3 separate regions of the Sus scrofa genome follow, and regions 2 and 3 are each linked to region 1. The links are chromatin contacts, called in public Hi-C and HiChIP or PLAC-seq maps. All regions are on one chromosome and are shown on one strand. The core of a region is the stretch at or near the end of the contact, and the rest is flanking DNA. Distances in the headings are between cores, read along the strand shown. Region 1 holds the start of LOC106509418 (40S ribosomal protein S4, X isoform-like). Region 2 overlaps SWAP70 (switch-associated protein 70). Region 3 has its middle 51 kb from the start of WEE1.

Region 1 (3,399 bases), core at 311-2,810:
TCAAACAAGCTTTTATATGTTTGAAGTATTTTCTGCTTGTTATTTGGTGCATTTTCCTTCTTAAAATCTTGTCCAGTTTTTACATTTTTGAATGTTAGTCTTCCTCTGCAGTGTCTTCTATTGTTTCAAAGCTTTGCGAATGTTGACATTTAGCCATAAATCTCTCTTATACTTATTAATATAGTGTTTCTATGACTGTTCTTTAAAATATGTAGAATTTTAATCCACATGGAGTTTATTTTGATGTATAAGTGGAATTTACATTTTTCCCTCCAAATTTTCATTCATTTATCCAAGCATTCCTTACTAAGTAATCCTACCTTAAACCTGTGTTTGGAAATACTACTTTACTGTGTGTCCCATCAGGATTTTAGGGGCATACGTATATTTATTCAGCTTCATTCCTTTCAGTTGACCTCAGCTTCTATTTTTGGCTCTGGTTTCAGCCGTAGCCCTAATAGTACAAAGAGACATTTCGCCCCCTGCAGGCTGCCAGTGGTCTCACAGGACCAGGAAAGCTTGCGGCAGGGCGGAGGGGCGCTCGCTACCTAACACTAGGCCGGATTCGAGGGAGAGAGCTGGAATGGATGTGTTGCTCTGTCTTTGCAGGAGGATTTCGGACCCTTTTGACCGGCTTCCTTCTGTCCAGGTCTCCTGAGGCTTCCAGCTTCCGGGATCGCATGTCTCTAGTACCCAGTAGAGCTGAGCCTTTATGTAGCTGTCACGTGGAGACAGTCTCCTTCGGGTTCTCCCTTTAGCGTCTCTCTTTCCAATTACGTGACCCATGGCCCATGACTCGTGGTTCTGGCCTCCTGCGAGGAATTCGGCGGCACCCAGGCACTGTGCCCTGGTCGTTTCTGGGCGCTGACTTTCCAGCTCACTCAGAAGCTGCTCGCTGGGCCCACGTATTCCCCCCATCCCCCACTTCCCCGACCGTCCCCCCATCCTTCTCAGCACATCAGTGACTGTACCCACTCCTAACAAGCTCACTATTGAAGTATTGTTGAAGCAGACACAGTTCAAATATTTTATTTATTCAACAGATGCACACATACCTACTGTGTGCCAGATACTGTTGTTATATGAGTCAACAGCCCCTGGACTGAGCCAGCCCAGGCCTCCTAGAACCCACCAAATTTGGATGTTAAAGTGGAAATCAGGTCTTTGAGCATCTCAGGGAATGAATAAGGAGCCGGGAAGGGGATCGTCCTGGAGTCGTCAGGGATGGGGAATGGGCTGGGCTGTGCGCCCCTCTCGCCACTGTCTCGGCTTCAATCCTCCAGCCACTGTGGAAGGGGAGGGTGTCCGGGAATCCCACGGCCTCCAGCCTGGCGCCACCCCGCCGGAGCCCGGGGCGGGTTGAGAGCGCGACCCGACAGCGCCACCGCCATCGCGGCGCCGGGTACTACGCCCACCCGCCCCCGGGCAGGAAGACGGCGCGGTCCCCGGTCCCCGCCAGGCTTCCATCGCGTCCAGGCGAGGGAGCTCACAGGCAGGACATTCCGCGGCTCGCCGCGGCGGTGACGGCCGCCTACGCCCGGGCCCCTCGGAACTCCACCCAGGGGCGCTCACCCTGAGAGACCTCAAGGGCTTCGCCGCGCCCTCGGGCCCGCCCCGGTTATTCTTTAGTCACGGGCTGACAGTCCACGTCCGGAAAACCCGGCGATAACTGGAGAATAAAACGTAAATACAGGTGAGCCAAGCAGCGGTTGCAACATTTCCGTGAGAAAACCCCCCGAAAAGCAGGGGTGGGCTTCCCGGTCCGGAGCCCTGCGCCCTCCAGTGCATGGGCCCTGGGGCGGAGGGAGAGGCAGCAGGGTCCACTCCCTTGTAGCCACTTGGGGGACAGCCTTGCTGCAGTTATAGGGGACCCCTGGGACATAAGACCCCTTTTCACGTGCTCCTGGACCGGCAGGACATTTGCCGCCTCTCTAGAGAATATACAGAGCAACAAGTCTTTGAATTAGTATTTCTTTTAAATTAGTTTGTATTTATTTATCACAAACCTGTCAGCAGATGAAAAACAGCATCCACGTTGTCCATCTGGTATGTAAGGCATTGTATTTATTCAGGTCCAGCAGGGGTTCTTAATCTAGGGGTTCAGGGCCAAGTAGGACTTAGGGGTCCATGAAAACCTTGAAATTGTTTCCACTTGGGGGGCTGATGTGCCTTTTTTTCTGGTGGTAAGTTCCTTAGCTTTTATGATTCCCGTTGTTTGGAATCTTAGTTTGATTAAGAAAAACTGGTCTAAAGTTAACATTCAGGTGGGTTTCTAGATTGAGAAGTCCTGATACTAACAGGAGGCCAGAGACCCATGAATCTGGACTCCCCCATGGAAGAGTTGGTCATTAGAGCCTGGACTTGACTCTCCTTAAGACAAGCCCCTTACCCCCCACCCCCCAAAAAAAAACCCTTTGGGGCACAGTTGGTTTCATTTTAAGGCCAAGTTAGGTTCAAGCAGATTTACTTCTGCATTTCTCTTCGCTTAAATAGAAATATCTCTCTGGTGGGTTTTTTCCCCCAGTTAGTCATGCAAACGCTCTATGCATCACTTACCACTGGGTTTCAGCCTCTGGGGCAGCCCTCTGCACAGGCAGGCCTGGGACCCCTCTGCCTTTGCAAAGGAGTGTCTGGGGGAACTTGGGTGCTGACCTCACTGTGCTGGGATTTTCCTCAGGCAATGTGCCCAGGGAGTTAACACGTGTTCCTTTTAAGGAAAAAAGTATACAAGATTTGTTTTTTTTTAATTGTGAAGGAAAAAAAAAAAAAAAAAAGATCGCAAAACCACCCATAATCCCACTAATAGGCCTAATAATAATTTGTTTTGCTTTAAATGTCGGCTCACTTAATGTGCACACATTTTGCATTGCCGTGATTATGGCAACACAGTAATTACATATTGAGAGCTGCTCTGTTTCACAGTCTACTATTTTCCTTTAACATACCATTAACATTTTACTATCTTCATAATTAGTGTTTTTAATGGCTGTATACTTTTTCACCCCACAGGTACATTTCATCATCTCCCTTTGTTGTATGTTTTTGTGGGTTTCAGGTTATTGGGGCAGGGTGGTTATGCCGTGAACTTTTGTTCAGAGAGTTCATGCTGAGGTCTTTTTTCTCCAGCCCTTTTTATCGTGTCTTGATGAACCTGTAAGCTCCAAAGAAATCATCTTTCCCTCCTTCTTTTCTTCCTTCTCTCCTTCCTTCATCCAGAAAATATTTAGTGGATGTCTATTACATGCTAGGCACTGGTCCAATCACTGAGGAATAGAGAAGTAAACAAAACAAAGTCTGGGAGTTCCCAACATGGCTCAGTGGTTAACGAATCCCACTAGGAACCATGAGGTTGTGGGTTCGATCCCTGGGCTTGCTCAGTGGTTAAGGATCCAGCGTTGC
Region 2 (3,399 bases), core at 660-3,159, 110 kb after region 1:
CTCACCTTTCGACTTTGACGTGTTTGAAATAAAACAAATTTTTCATCACAAAGATGAGTATAAGTCACTTATGCTTTTATACTGATTTAGGATAGGAATAAAGCTTCTCATTTTCCTTGTCTTGTGTTAGACTCTCTTTATAAAGAATCACCAGTGCCGTTTTCAAGTACAGTTAACTTTGAGAAGTTCGTCTTTTGAAGACCTGCTTAAATGATCACATTTCTAAAAGTACTTTGATTTCATGTGTATATCCATACTCATTCACCTTAAAGATCCCATAGTGTGTTGTTGTTGAGTGAAAAAAACAGATGGAGCAGCAAGTTCTTGTGGCCCCTTTTATGGAATAACTTGTGTATAGTGCTGCCCAGAGGATGAGTGCCAAAGTGTTATTGTATTATAATTATTATATATTATTTTTATCTATTATTATTATTATTTCATCTTTTTAGGGCCACCTCTGTGGCATTTGGAGGTTCCCAGGCTAGGGGTCGAATCGAAGCTATAATTGCTGGCCTACACTACAGCCACAGCAACGTGGGATCCGAGCCATGTCTGCAGCCTACACCACAGGTCACAGCAACGCTGGATCCTTAACCCACTGAGTGAGGCCAAGGATCAAACCTGCATCCTCATGGTTGCTAGTCAATTCGTTTCTGCTGAGTCACAACGGGAACTCCTATATATTATTTTTATAAAATCAGAAAGATACCCTTTACTTTTGGGAAAAAAATACCTTTATATAGTAAAGTTGCATTTTTTTTTTTTTTTGGAGGTTTTTTGCCACACCCAGTTAATCCTCCCCACCTACTTTTGCCTCCTGTTATTATCTTGGAACAAATCCCAGGCATTTTATTTTATCTAAAAATATTCCAGTAGGTATCCCTAAATGATAAGGAATTAAAAAACCCTCACAGTGCTATTAATGTTCGGAGTCCTGAGTCTCTTATTATCTTTGTATAGCTTTTGGTGGGGAAGTGGGGAGTGGCTATCTCAGAGTGTCGAAATGTCTCTGTAAACTTTTTTTTTCTTTTTTCTTTTTCTTTTTTTTTTTTTTTTTTTTGTCTTTTTGTCTTTTTAGGGCTGCACCTGAAGCATATGGAGGTTTCCAGGCTAGGGGTCTAATCGGAGCTGTTGCTGCCAGCCTACGCCAGAGCCACAGCAATGCAGGATCTAGCTGAGTCTATGACCTATACCACAGCTCACAGCAATGCCGCATCCTTTACCCACTGAGCAAGGCCAGGAATCGAACCCGAAACCTCATGGTTCCTGGTCGGATTCATTTCTGCTAAGCCACGACGGGAACTCCTGTAAACTTTTTTTTTTCTTTAAAGATTTTTATTTTTTCATTATAAGTTGATTTACAATGTCCTGCCAATTTCAGCTATACAATAAAGTGACTGAGTCATATATATGTGTGTATGTGTATACACACACACACATTCTTTTTCTCACATTATCCTCCATCATGCTCCATCACAAGTGACTAGATACATTTCCCTGTGCTATACAGCAGGACCTCATTGCTTATCCACTCCAAATGCAGTAGTTTGCCTCTGCATGTGCTTGCGTGAATTTGAGTGCAGTGCCCTGCCTTCATAGCTCCTCAAAGGGTTTATGATCCGCAAAGGGTAAGAACCATTGATATTCATGTATTGGTGACCCTACATCAGATCATGGAGTAGGCAAGAATATCAAGGAAGAGGTATTAGCTCTTATAAATAAAAGGACAGGCATTCATATCAGATTTAATCTTTCATAGGGTTACATGATGAAAAAAGGCCATAGACGGAAAAACTGGACCGAACGCTGGTTTGTACTAAAACCCAACATAATTTCTTACTATGTGAGTGAGGATCTGAAAGATAAGAAGGGAGACATTCTCTTGGATGAGAACTGCTGTGTGGAGGTGAGTCAACTGTTAACCTCTGTCCAGTGCTGCCCCCTGCTGTTCAAGTAGTTTATCTTCCATCTTCTAGACGCTAGAGCCTTAAAAGTAATCTTAAAATTTGCATTTCCAAAATAATATATGCTTACGGTTGCTATAATTTCTGAACCAAAACTTAAAGATACCTGACAAAAACTTTTTTTCTAATGTGAATTTATTTTTTTGTCTTATACTTGAGGACAAGGTATAGTGATTAATCTCATTTATTTGTACATTTAAGGAATCATTTATTGAATAAATGGAGTCATAAAAAAGGAAGTAAAGAAAAAAATTTCAGGATTTCCCATTTTGGTGCAGCAGAAACGAATCTGACTAAGAACCATGAGGTTTCAGGTTCGATCCCTGGCCTCACTCAGTGGATTAAGGATCTGGTGTTGCCTTGAGCTGTGGTGTAGGTCGCAGACGTGGCTTGGTTCCTGTGTTGTTGCAGATGTGACCCCTGATTAGACCCCTAGCCTGGGAACCTCCATATGCCACAGGTGTGGCCCTAAAAAAGCAAAAAAAAAGAAAGAAAGAAAGAAAGAAAAATTTTAGTAAGACAGTATTTGAAATCATGAATATGCCAGAAAATCTGGACCATTTTTGAGCGTAATAAATAGAACAAAAGAAGATGTGAGCGTTGCCTTCGAATGGTTAGAGTGACTTTAGGATACTTTATTCACAGGGGCTAATTCTGTAAAGAAGTGAAGTCCTCAAGAACATAAAGTTTAGAATTTTTATTTTTATTTATTTATTTGGCCTTGCCATGGCTTATGGAAGTTCCTGGGCCAGGGATTGAACCCTCGCCCATAGCAGCAACCCAAGCTGCTGCAGTGACAACACTGGATCCTTAACCTCCTGCACAAGGGAACTCCGAGTTTTTAATTTATGTCTGATCTATGACCACATCTGTATTTGTTGAAAAACATTTGAAATACCTAAGATCCCATTCATAAATGATAAGATGTTTTGGTGGATGAAATGGTTCTGTATTAATGTCATAGGGTGTGCAGTGCCCAGTCAGGGGTCTTAGATTCAGCTAAACATGGAGACTCATACAAGATTACCATAAGCCGTACCAGTCTGCTTATAAGGATATGGCATGGGAGCCAGAGCTGGTCTGCCACAGCATCCCTGGTGCAAGGATAGGAGAGACGCATCTGGAAGGTGTGGGAATCACCCTGGGTTAGAAGCCTCATTTCTCATGGGAGTCAGTACCTACTGTGACAGGTACATGGGTGTATCCTCCAGGGTTCTTGTAAGAGGTGTGCTCAGGTACGAAGGTTGTTGCACTCAGGAAGGCCCAAAGCCTGGCCCATCAGGTGTTGCTGATTCTCCCAGTCTAGATGTAATATACTAACCAGGGGACATTTTTATTGTAAATAATGTCCTGGGGGCAGCAGTAGTAAATCAGTAATAACTCCTTTCTAGGTGCTTCTTGTGTAAATAATCAAGACTGAAATTAATCTAAGTGT
Region 3 (3,399 bases), core at 335-2,834, 88 kb before region 1:
GGCTTTGACCCTTTGAAGGGAGTTAGTTCTCATTTGGGACCCATGGAGCCTGACCAACAATCTCCCTCCACTTGACATCATCCCTACGTTACACACGGAAAAAGGCCAGGCCGGCACCGTTTTTTCATCCCTGTGGCCACTTTTACTGCTCCCACTCTGTGTGCCAAATCTGCAGTGGGTGGGGGCTGAAGGATTCCAGGAGACAGGTGGCAAGTGAAAATGACAGCAAGAAGGCAAAAAGGATACTCAGTAGTAAATTAGAGTTCAGACGCAGTGTTTACTTTCGAAATTTGGGGCCAGTGCTGGCATGATGGTGGTAGAGGAGGAGGAAGATCGGGAGGAGACAGCATCTGGAAAGGGAGACAGGATGAGGAAGTAGTAGAATCATGAAGGGAGGAAGAGGTAGCATTTGCAGCAGTGGCCAGGAGGGCATGGCCTGGGAAATGGGGTTCCAGAGTCTGGAGTGCTGCTAACGAAGAAAGGGGCTGAGTTGACAGGACCCTGGGTAGGCAGACTCCGCAGCATTCAGTGCTGTGGTGGAGTGTCCTGGGAAGCGAGTGGTCACCTTTGTGATGGTGGTCGCATGGGGCTAATCCAGTTGCTCATCCTGGAAGAAGTGGCACCACCAAAGGAGGAGGTGACAGAGGGGCGTGGTGGAAAGGTAATCGTGGTGGCCTCCATGACTATGGGGAAGGAGCTGGGCTTGGAAAGGAAGAAGGAATGCTGGCCCATTCCCTTGGAGTCCACCAGGTCCGTGGGCACCTATACCGTAGTGGACTCCACCATGAGCTATTTGATGAGCCTCTGAGGCTGATGAAGCCAACAAACCGAGGCCACATCTGCTGCGGGTTTCACACAATGCAGTCGCTGCAGCATAAGGGCATAACGCCTGTGAGGGCTAGGCTGCCCCTCCATCGTCTCCTTTCGCCCCTCTCCCGCCATCACGAGCTCCCAGGCGGGTGGGCGGCCTCGGGCTCAGGCAGCGCCCTCTGCGGCCGCCTGCAAATCGACTCCCTGCCCTCACACCCCTCCCCAAGAGAGGTGGTCCGCGGGCAGTTAGGAGATGGGTTGTGGAGGGGACACGGGCCAGGGAGGGTTGGTGAGTGGTGTGGAAGAGGGGAGGCCAGCCAGCAGGTCGGGGAGCCGTGGGGCGCTTTTGCAGCCAGCTAAGAAGCCTCTTGCCCGCCGGCCCGCGACTGCTGCTGTTGCTGATGATGCCGCCACCGAACCCGCTGCCTGCAAGCTCTCCAGCCTCTCCAGCATCCTGGGGGCGCCGAGGCAGACCCGCATCCGCGGAAGCCTGTCTACGTCGGCCTGGGTATTGAGCCTCCTCCCAGGCCAAGCCGGCTGGCTGCGAACCGCCGCGCAGGAGAGAGTCATTCCCATACAGAAGCCGGGGGCGGCAGGCCGGGCCGCTGCAACGGGGACATTAGGTGCTGCTCCGTGAGTCCCCGGCAAGTTGCACCGGTCCTCCATCCGCCTGCCGCCAAGCTTCGGTCTGCACTGTCTGGGAGAGAGCAATCCGAGCTCGGAGGAAAGCGGCAGGGCTGCGCTCACTATCCCGCTTCAGCCTCCACACTGGGTCCTGGTCCAAGTCAAACTCGTGTGAACAGCGCCGCCTGGCGCCGCAGGTCGAGGGCAGGGACCAGCCCTGCGCCCAAGGCCAAGCTAACCGATTGCCACTGAGGGTACCCCAACAGCCACAGAAGATTCCAAAGCACTGCCTGGCGCCTCTGCTCCTTTGGGCTTGAAGGGGAGATATGAAAGGACAGCCCTCTGTTGGGGATCCCAGGGAACAAGGACCCTGGGGTGGTAGGTGGCTCCAGGTGATAGGGGAGCCAGTCAGTGGGTGTGGTGTGCTCCTAGCCACCGCAGGCTGGGCTTCAGGCTCAGTAGCGCCTCCCACCAACACCTAATGGTAGTTTTCTTTCCTTGTTTGTTTGTTTGTTTGTTTGTTTTTCTTCACCTCCCTCCCTTTATTAGGGCCATGCCTGCAGCATATGGAAGTTACCTGGCTAGGGGTTGAATGGGAGCCACAGCCACAGGAACTTGGGATATGAGGGGCATCTGTGACCTACACCACAGCTCAGGGCAATGCTGGATCCTTTAATCCGCTGCGCCAGTCCAGGGATGGAACTGCATACTCCTGGACACTAGTTGGGCTGGTTACCACTGAGCCACAATGGGAACTTCCTAATGGTGATTTTCTAATGCATACAAAATATATAAATGATCCAAGCAAACCCCTGCTTGGAAGTGTGTGGCAAAAGCAGCTCCGCACCCACTGAGTGTGAGCCCCTGAGCCAGTCTCCCATGCAGAAGCAGGGGTGAGGGGTCAGAGACACTGCAGGCTGCAGTGTATGGTGGGAGGGTGATCCAGAGCTCCTCTGCCTGACTGTGAGGGCTGCTGGATGGAGAGCCCTTTCCCTCTTTCTGAGAGAGTCTGGATGTCGACTTCAAACAAAACTAAAGTACAACCTAAAAGTGGAGAGTTGTTTTAATTGGGGCAAAATGAGGACTTAAGCCTGGAAGGCAGCAAGCATGTCAAGCAACCCTGAGAAACCTGCTCAGAGGAGGTAAGGAAGGAGTTAGGTTATGTGGAGTTTTTGCAACCAAGGGCAGGCAGTAGGAAGAAAAACTTACTACTATTAACAGAAAACCAGATATCTCAAGGAATTAAGCACTTTTCCCTGGGAAGATGCAAAGGTCTGGGGTCCCTGAAATCATTCTTTTGACAGTTATCTGGGGCCAGGGTTTCCTCAGGGAAAGTGTTAGGAGTGGCTTCAGTGTGATGGCTGCTAGAGGGCAGGTATTCTTTGTTTCCTTCCTGAGACCCCTCAGGGCTCACATGTTCACACTTGGAAGTGGCTGCAGACACTGATGACTGGGACATCCTTTGCTTTTGTTTTGTTTTTTAAATGGCCAGGCTATTTTTCAGATAGCTCTGAAATAGAGCTTCAAAGAGGCAGGGAGAAATAATATCAGTGTATCTGTGATCAAGGTGAAGGGGGAGGTGCATGCAGCCATGCACACAAGTTCACAAGTTTTCTTTGGTCTCATGAAGGTTTCTACTGGTCACAAGGAGCAGACATCATTATGAAAGATTTTACTGTTTTTCTATATATGAGGTGATGCAAGGATTGGGCTCATAAAATCTTCTCCTAAAAATATCTAACTAGCTATAGACCTGTTGGGCCAGTTTTCCCAAAGCACAGAATGCCTCACTCCTGGTCTCCAACCTGAGCTCCACTCAGGGGATGTTGTGGGTCAGCAGCTTCAGTGGCCCACGATTTAATCCATGTAGAGGCAGGTGGCAAGTGCCAGACTCCAGTGCACACAAGGAATAATTTTCTGTCAGTGACTTACCCTCTATTTATTTTAGGGGACTTTTATTAGATT

Evidence for each region. A called contact is a pair of places that touch in the nucleus more often than the background predicts. HiChIP or PLAC-seq counts read pairs in DNA pulled down with a chosen protein or histone mark.
Region 2: a contact with region 1 is called in an H3K27ac HiChIP or PLAC-seq map of alveolar macrophages. The contact joins the enhancer-like site here to the promoter of LOC106509418 in region 1. A contact is called at or near these places in 1 of 5 promoter capture datasets (liver), 23 of 47 Hi-C or Micro-C datasets (alveolar macrophages, blood, brain and 13 more) and 2 of 2 datasets of contacts at active chromatin or transcription factors (alveolar macrophages and skeletal muscle).
Region 3: a Hi-C map of omental adipose tissue shows a contact between it and region 1, with 1.7 times the contacts expected there. The contact joins the enhancer-like site here to the promoter of LOC106509418 in region 1. A contact is called at or near these places in 1 of 5 promoter capture datasets (liver), 22 of 47 Hi-C or Micro-C datasets (adipose tissue, alveolar macrophages, blood and 13 more) and 2 of 2 datasets of contacts at active chromatin or transcription factors (alveolar macrophages and skeletal muscle).

What each region holds. Positions count from the first base shown.
Region 1 is chr2:49,855,573-49,858,971 of Sscrofa11.1, reverse strand. It overlaps LOC106509418 (40S ribosomal protein S4, X isoform-like), which reads left to right and starts at 1,560. Exons shown (of 3, transcript XM_021083337.1): 1 at 1,560-1,693. It overlaps LOC106509420 (a long non-coding RNA gene), which reads right to left. Exons shown (of 3, transcript XR_001306964.2): 1 at 2,557-3,399; 2 at 2,007-2,092; 3 at 423-1,669.
Region 2 is chr2:49,743,696-49,747,094 of Sscrofa11.1, reverse strand. SWAP70 (switch-associated protein 70) reads left to right here. Exons shown (of 12, transcript XM_003122981.6): 5 at 1,760-1,906. Among named protein-coding and RNA genes, the nearest start is that of SWAP70, 60 kb to the left of the region's middle. Within about 2 kb of position 1,909, at least 3 of the 83 cell types and tissues checked have an H3K27ac peak or open chromatin away from gene starts, as enhancers often do. A contact at or near this core is called in alveolar macrophages, where this site is marked.
Region 3 is chr2:49,943,701-49,947,099 of Sscrofa11.1, reverse strand. No RefSeq gene overlaps it. Among named protein-coding and RNA genes, the nearest start is that of WEE1, 51 kb to the right of the region's middle. Within about 2 kb of position 1,584, at least 16 of the 83 cell types and tissues checked have an H3K27ac peak or open chromatin away from gene starts, as enhancers often do. A contact at or near this core is called in adipose tissue, mesenteric adipose tissue and omental adipose tissue, where this site is marked.